Linked DNA regions of Triticum aestivum: region 1 is linked to region 2. A link is a contact called in public Hi-C data. All regions are on one chromosome and are shown on one strand. Each heading gives the region's core, a stretch centred on a gene start, on an enhancer-like site or on the middle of the called end of the contact. The rest is flanking DNA. Distances are from core to core; before and after follow the strand shown. Region 1 holds the start of LOC123079497. Region 2 holds the start of LOC123136550 (DYRK-family kinase pom1).

Region 1 (3,395 bases), core at 263-2,762, 350 kb before region 2:
CAGCCACCCAATCACCCCCTTCAGAAACTTAAATACAGATACCATTTGTGTCAATTACAAATATATCCATGTTGTGCACAAGGGTTCCACACACATGATTTGAAAAATATGTTAAACTACAACTTGTGCACCCTAAAATTAAAGCCTAGGAAACTTCAGAGCTTTAATATTCAAATGAATCAAGCATGCATGTCGAAGAAGCATACCTGCACACGGGAGGTTGTATGATTCAAGCCATGTTGGGAGCATTACAGGCACAAAGAAGGCAGAGCTGTAGCTCCGAGAGGTGATGCTGTCTGGAAAAGAACTACTCCCAGTCTCCCCCTTATCAATGTCGAGTTCACAGACAAGGTCACCATGTGTGAAATAGAAAATGTTGGCATTGAATGGATCAATTGCAGAAATCCACGGCATTTCACATTCCCTAGGTATGGATTTGTCAGACAAGACCAGGTTCAATCTTTTCTCATGTGTTAGCTTCCAGGAGGACCCCTCGTCGTCGAGCGAGAACGAGTAGAGCATAAACGGCTCCTTGGTGGTCAATTCGACATAGCGCAGCTTCCCCTCGCTGACACCCAAGAGCCGGAACAGCATGAGCGGCGCGTCCATGTCAAAGTTGGGCAGCGAGCGCGGCAGCGCGACGAAGCCATGCTCCGGCCGATCGCTGAATGGGTCGACAGAGAAGACACCAAAGAAAGGGTCGACCCACCACAGCCGGTCGCCGAACGCCACCACCTCGTGGTTCGGCATTGGGCGCCAAGCCGGGGCCGCGGACGGGACGAACAGCGGCGGCTCGTCCCACTCCCCTGTTTCGGACCGAAAGCGGCGCACGACCCTTTGGCCGTCCCTTTCCCGGAGGCAGAGTTGAGCGACCACGAACCTGTCAGGCGGGCCGTGGGGGTCGTCGGATTGGGTGAGCAGGCCGAAGGGCGTGGTCGTCAGCGCGGCATCCATGCTGGGGACGGGGAGGCGGAACAGCTGGCCGCTGAGAGGGTTGCAGACGAAGCGCCTGACGCCCGGATCGACGGCGGCGGCGCACGCGGCCAATCCGGGCATCGCTTTGCTGCTGCCACCGCAGTCGCGGATGGCCTCGGGCCAGTCGCCGGTGTCGGCGAAGTCGAGGAGGAGGAGCCCGTCGCAGCTCGCGGCCTGGATGGTCGCGGCGGCCAGGTCCATGCCGTCGGCCAGGTGGGTGGGGACGGAGAGCTGGGAGACGCAGGGGGGCTGGTGGAGGTCCAAGGACGCGCGCGCGGCCGGCGACGGCGCCCCCGACGCGCCCAGCGCCGCCATCCTGTAGGTGAGGGCCCAGGGAGGGCGCGAGGCCGCCATGCAGAGGCAGCGTCGGAGGGGCGCCGCGGCGGCGCCGGCGACGCGTCGGAGCATCTTGCTTGCTTCTGGAATCTGGAGGCGAAGAGGGGCAGGGTTTTGCGCAGCTTTGTCCTTCTGGCCGTGACGTGAGCGATCTGTGGTGGATGGGAAAGAGGGGGTTTGGTGCACATGGACTCGGTCCATGCGTCTCTGGCTGGCCCATGGGTTTGGTGCACAAAGGAGCGGGTACCGTCTAGCTGTCTAGCCCATGGTCTCGCAGAGAAGACGACAAGATAAGGTGAGTTCGAACTTCGAAGTCCAAAAATTCATTAACTCACGTTTCAGATTTTTTTTTTCCAGAGTCCAAAAATTCGTTAACTCCTACTCCCGCCAAAATACTCTGCGAGTTCAAAGTAGCCCATGGGCTGTACACATTCGTCTAAATGTCAATTCTGCGATGAATCGGACAGTAGTCCGAGCGGCACGATGCATGCAAAGAATCAACATACATGACCCACTGAGAAAACAAGCACAAACAAGAAGAATTTACTCCAAAAAATAAACAAGACTTAAACTTCAGTGCGAAGATTTTCAGACCTTTGCCAGTAGCATAGCAGCATCAGGCAATCACGATTATAGTGGGAGGTGTTCATACAGCATTATCGCACTGTCAGTCACTGTCTCGTGCAAGTTATTTTTTAGGGCATTTACAAACCACACACATATTCGGAAGCTAGTGTTTACAGGCAAGCTGTGGAGTTTCGATAGGATCGACATCAGCTAGCTAACCATAAAATACCTTAGTAGAGAACTAGACATAAATCGGTCCTGCGCACGATATTCTTCCTGAGATCATCGACTAAGACAAGACGTTTCCCATGTTTTTCCCGAATGGAGAAGGTGGCAGCCTGCTGCCGATGAGATCGCGCAGCTCAAACTCGCTAGGGAACCTCTGTTCGGCTAACTTCGAGAAAACCTGGAAAGGTGGAAGCAAGTTTCAGTAAGCAAGAAATATATGCGTGTATTACTGCTAAAGTCATGTCGGTAAAGCAAGCCTTTTCCATGTAGCAGTTTTTCTAGGAAGAGCAACAGAATCTCATGAGAAAAAGAACATCGATAACACAAAGCAAAAGGGTGACTTTTTGTTTGTGGAAGCAATCTTTTAATATAATGAACTTGTAGTTGTAGTCAAAAGAAGTGGGTAGAAAAGCAATTTATGTGTTAACTTCGAGAAAACCTGAGAAGGTGGAACAAGTTTCAGCGAGAGAAATGTATAAGTGTATTACTGTTCAAGTCATGTTGGTAAAGCAAGCCTTATCCATTTAGCGGTTTATGGAAGATAGCATCTCTGTGATAAAACAGCAAGGCAAAAGGGTGATATTTTGTTTGTGGAAGTAATCCTTCAATATAATGAACTTGTAGTCAAAAGAAGTGGGTCGAAAAGCAATTTATGTGCTAACAGAAGTGAAAGAGAAAGGGCGCACACTAGAATCTCATGAAGCCTAATTTATGATGCAAGCATGCAGGAAAGCAATTTATGTGTTAAGAAGTGAAAGAGAATGGTGTGTCTGATGTAGGAAACATACCAAATCTCCATTGCAGTAAACTTCAAAGGCACCAGAACTTTGTAGGAAAGACTGGGCAAAATTGCCAATGAGCCAAATTGTCGCCATGGTTCCAAATCTATTGGCACGCAATGAGTAAAACAATGGAGGTGGAGTAATGCCAAGTTTGGGGAAAATCTGGTCACCAGCCATTATTGTTGCAATGGCTCCGACTTGAATAACTGGCATGATTTTGCTCAGTACCCGCTTGGGGAAAGCTGGCGGATAATTATGCAAGAAAACATTAATGCCAGGAAATGATGTTTCCAGCATGCGCTTCATGGTCATTGCATTTCCCCTGCAAAATGGAAGTCAAAGTTTTTAGTTTAACCTGTACGTGCAAAGCAAAATATATACAGTATTTATAGGAGAGGATGAAATATGATGGCATCGCATACTAACTTAATCCTATGTCATACGATGTCCTTTTCAAGTAATATCGGGAACTCAAGATAAGGAAACAGGTTCAAGTAAAGCCCCATA
Region 2 (3,314 bases), core at 785-3,284:
CGGTCGGGTGGTGGGTCCTTGTGGCGGCGTCGGTGGCAGCAGATCTTGGGGTCCCGCTCCCGGGGACGTCGCAGGACGCGGCGGCCCGTGCACGAGAGATGAAGTTTCTTCGAACATATCTGAGTGAAAACTTGCTTTTGACTACTGCAAAGGCCAGCGGTGGCGGTGTTGTTTGTGTCGTTCCCTTCTTGAAGGCATCGCCGTGGAGAAGTTCAAGGTCACTCTCTGCTACCTCCTGAGGAAACCCTAAATCAGTTGATCGGATGATAGCGGCGCTCTGGTGTCGTTTTCCCCCTTGGAGGCGTCATTCATGGAGGTACACACGGGCTTGGGGAACAGAGGACGGTTTCTTTGGTGGAGTGGTACTTCATCTTATACATTGATGGCAGCGGATCTTGGCGGCGTGGCGCTGTGGAGATTCGGAGTCCGATGCGCGGATATGAACTCGCACAGGGAGGTGGCGCTGTCTGGCGTCGTGATGGTGTCGACGGCAGTTGGACCGGACAAGGTTGATGCAGCAGTATAACACTGAAGATGGATTGATGGCAGGTGGCTGCGGCGGCCTCATACCCGGCAGGCGTCCTGGTTGAGGAGTGCGCCGGACTGGTAGGTGCCCCATACCCGGCAGGCGTCCTGGTTGGGACCTCAGGTCTTAGATGTTTAGGTTTGGCTGCGATGTCTGTTTGATATTAGGCCCTGGCTATCTGCGCCCCTTCATCAATTGGATAGGTGTAGCGACAGTTGTTGCTTAGACAATGGCTTTAGTCTTGCTGTTATATGTCTTTGTAAGGTCTTTTGAGAATAATTAATAAAGTGGCCGTATGCATCGTCCAGATGCAGATGCAGAGGCCAGGGGTCATCCTTCTTTTCTAAAAAAATAAAAATAAAGAGGAGCATAGATGAGGCCAGTATTTACTGGCGTTATCACCAGACCTTGAAGAGGACATGAACTGCTCGCTGGGACGTTCTTCTTCTTTTATAAATCGCTTTTCCAGCGGTCGTCAATTAAGATCACATCTGTGACTCTCTGTAACTGCAATCATTAAGCGTACAAACAGCACGAACGCAATCCTTTCCTTTTACTTCCTTTATTTAAGCACGTTTCTTTTGTTTTCACCCTACTATACTCCTAGTCAGTCCCCGAACTACCATGACAAGGAAGTCTCCAGTGCGACGTCGTTTTTACTGGACGGTACGCCTAACCAGACGAGACTAAAAAATTGAAGCGCCCGCCATGTTTTTCAGGTGGTAAACAAACAAGTCGCAGAGCTTCACTCATCTCATCCAGCGACCCGTTTTGCACTGTCAACCAGTCCTCTACTGTAGCCTTTTTCTTTCTTCGATCGCACAAAATCCACGCGCCCCACTGCGAGCTAGTAGCCCGTAACGCTCATCTACCAAACCGAAGAGAAACTTCGTGCAATTATGCAGAAGCATCATTCGTTGATCCATTCGGTAACCAGCCAGTGCACGATCGCACGGCCGCTCCGCTCCGGCGTGGTGGTACGATCGCACGGCCCGGCGAGAGCGCAATTATGCTCTCAGCTGCTCGCTAAAGCCGGAGCAGGTGCGGTTCCAACGGTAGGCCCGGGAAAGAAAGGTGCTCTGCTCTGCTGCGAAGGGAAGGCCGGCCTGCCCTACCACGGCAGGCAGATAGATCTGACGTCGTTGCCGCTGGACGCTGGTGCCTGGTAGTAGTACTACCTGGTAGGAGTGGTAGATCGGCCGATCCGCCGTGTCCGTCACGAGCGCCGCGCGCCGCAGAGGATCCGGATCACCCAGCGGGGCGAGAGGGGCGGGGGCGTCCAGCGCAACAGCGACTGACAATAATGACGGCCCCGCTCCCTCCACGTCGGATCGCAGGCCGCGCGCACCAGACCACCCACCGCGGCGCCCATCGACGACAGCGGCACCCGGGCCGACGCCGACATCGACACGCTGGCCCGCGGGCCCCGCCCGTCAGCGGGACGGCCCGCCCCGAGAAGGCGCTGTCGTGTGCGGGCGTGTTGGTTGGATCCCGTGCGGCCCTCGCCCCTGTCCTGCTAGTGCTGTCCAGTCTCTCGGTGCTTTGCTTCGCTCTCGTCGCAGTCGCGTCGCGTGCCGCGCTACCCGCTCGCCTCGCTTCAAATGGTGTTGGTGGCGGCGCGGAGTCAGCGGCGGGCGCACGAGTGATTCACTGGCCATGGCGCGTGGCGCGGAGGAGGCCGTCGGCGTCGTGGGGCTGGGGTTCCCCGCCGACGCCGGCCACGGCCTCGCGCTGCGGCACGGCGTCCACGCGGGGAGGCGCGGGGACGAATCCACCGACTCCGACGACCCCCGCCTCCCGCCGCTGCGGCTCGGCGCCTCCTACTCCGCTTCCGACGGGGCCGGGGCCGCGCTCGCCAGCCCTGCCTCCAGCTCCTCCTCCGACGCCTTCCTCAGCACGACCTCCACGCCTTCAGGTACACTGCGTGCTTGCACGAGACGCAGTCCACTAGTTTTTCCCCAGTGTGCTGAACCCTCCTGGTCCTCGGCGCGCGCGGCCGGCCTCCCGAGAGCGGGGCGTGTGATTGACTGGCTGCCGCTGTGAATCTCGATCTCCGCGCGTCAACGGGAGATGCATGCTTCAAGCTCGCGTGTGTGCTTTTGCTCGAGTTCTGAATTCTGATCCGAATTTTGTCGCTTCTGTTTCGGTTTGGCTGTTTCGCTTGGAGATCAGGGCTGCTGAATCCTTACGGGGTGTGGTCGCCGCCACGCGCGCCGTCGGAGGCGTCGGAGTTCGGCACGGCGCGCGAGTACGACACCACCGACCTCTTCTTCGGCGAGAACTGGCTCTACGACGACCACCTGTTCCACCGCGAGCCGGAGATCAGTGGTAAGAGCGGCGACGGCGACGAGGAGGACAAGTTCATTGTTGACCCCAACGTCGGCGAGATTGGCGACGACCGCAGCCGACGCCACGAGCGCAGCAAGGGCAATGCAGCGGCGTATACGAAACCGCCCTGCAGTTGCTGCCACGGGGAAATGGATCACAAGAATGGTCGGGAGTTTGTGAGGGATTCTTGGTCTGCTGTGTACGGGAGGTATCAGATCATGGACGACCTGACGGAGGTGCTTGATGAGTGCGGTGCAGACGCGCACCAGTTCAGGCGCAATGTGAATGACGATGCCACGCTCAAGGGCGGTCCGTTGGTGGATTCCAGGAGTGGAGATGACCAGGAGTTTGATCTCAGTGCTCTGGAGAAGGAGCTTCAGATGCTCAGTCCGTACTTGTCTGAAGACGCAAATGCTGCTAACAGTAAGTGCTTCTGCCCCCTTTCACATTCCTCAGGATC

The links. A called contact is a pair of places that touch in the nucleus more often than the background predicts.
Region 1: a Hi-C map of leaf shows a contact between it and region 2, with 2.3 times the contacts expected there. The contact joins the promoter of LOC123079497 here to the promoter of LOC123136550 in region 2. A contact is called at or near these places in 2 of 5 Hi-C or Micro-C datasets (both in leaf).

Annotation. Positions count from the first base shown.
Region 1 is chr1B:528,857,513-528,860,907 of IWGSC CS RefSeq v2.1, reverse strand. LOC123079497 reads right to left here and starts at 1,512. Exons shown (of 2, transcript XM_044502274.1): 1 at 207-1,512. The coding sequence starts at 1,512. It overlaps LOC123136575 (selT-like protein), which reads right to left. Exons shown (of 4, transcript XM_044555986.1): 3 at 2,895-3,210; 4 at 1,897-2,284. The coding sequence ends at 2,168.
Region 2 is chr1B:528,512,460-528,515,773 of IWGSC CS RefSeq v2.1, reverse strand. LOC123136550 (DYRK-family kinase pom1) reads left to right here and starts at 2,034. Exons shown (of 8, transcript XM_044555962.1): 1 at 2,034-2,441; 2 at 2,699-3,277. The coding sequence starts at 2,183.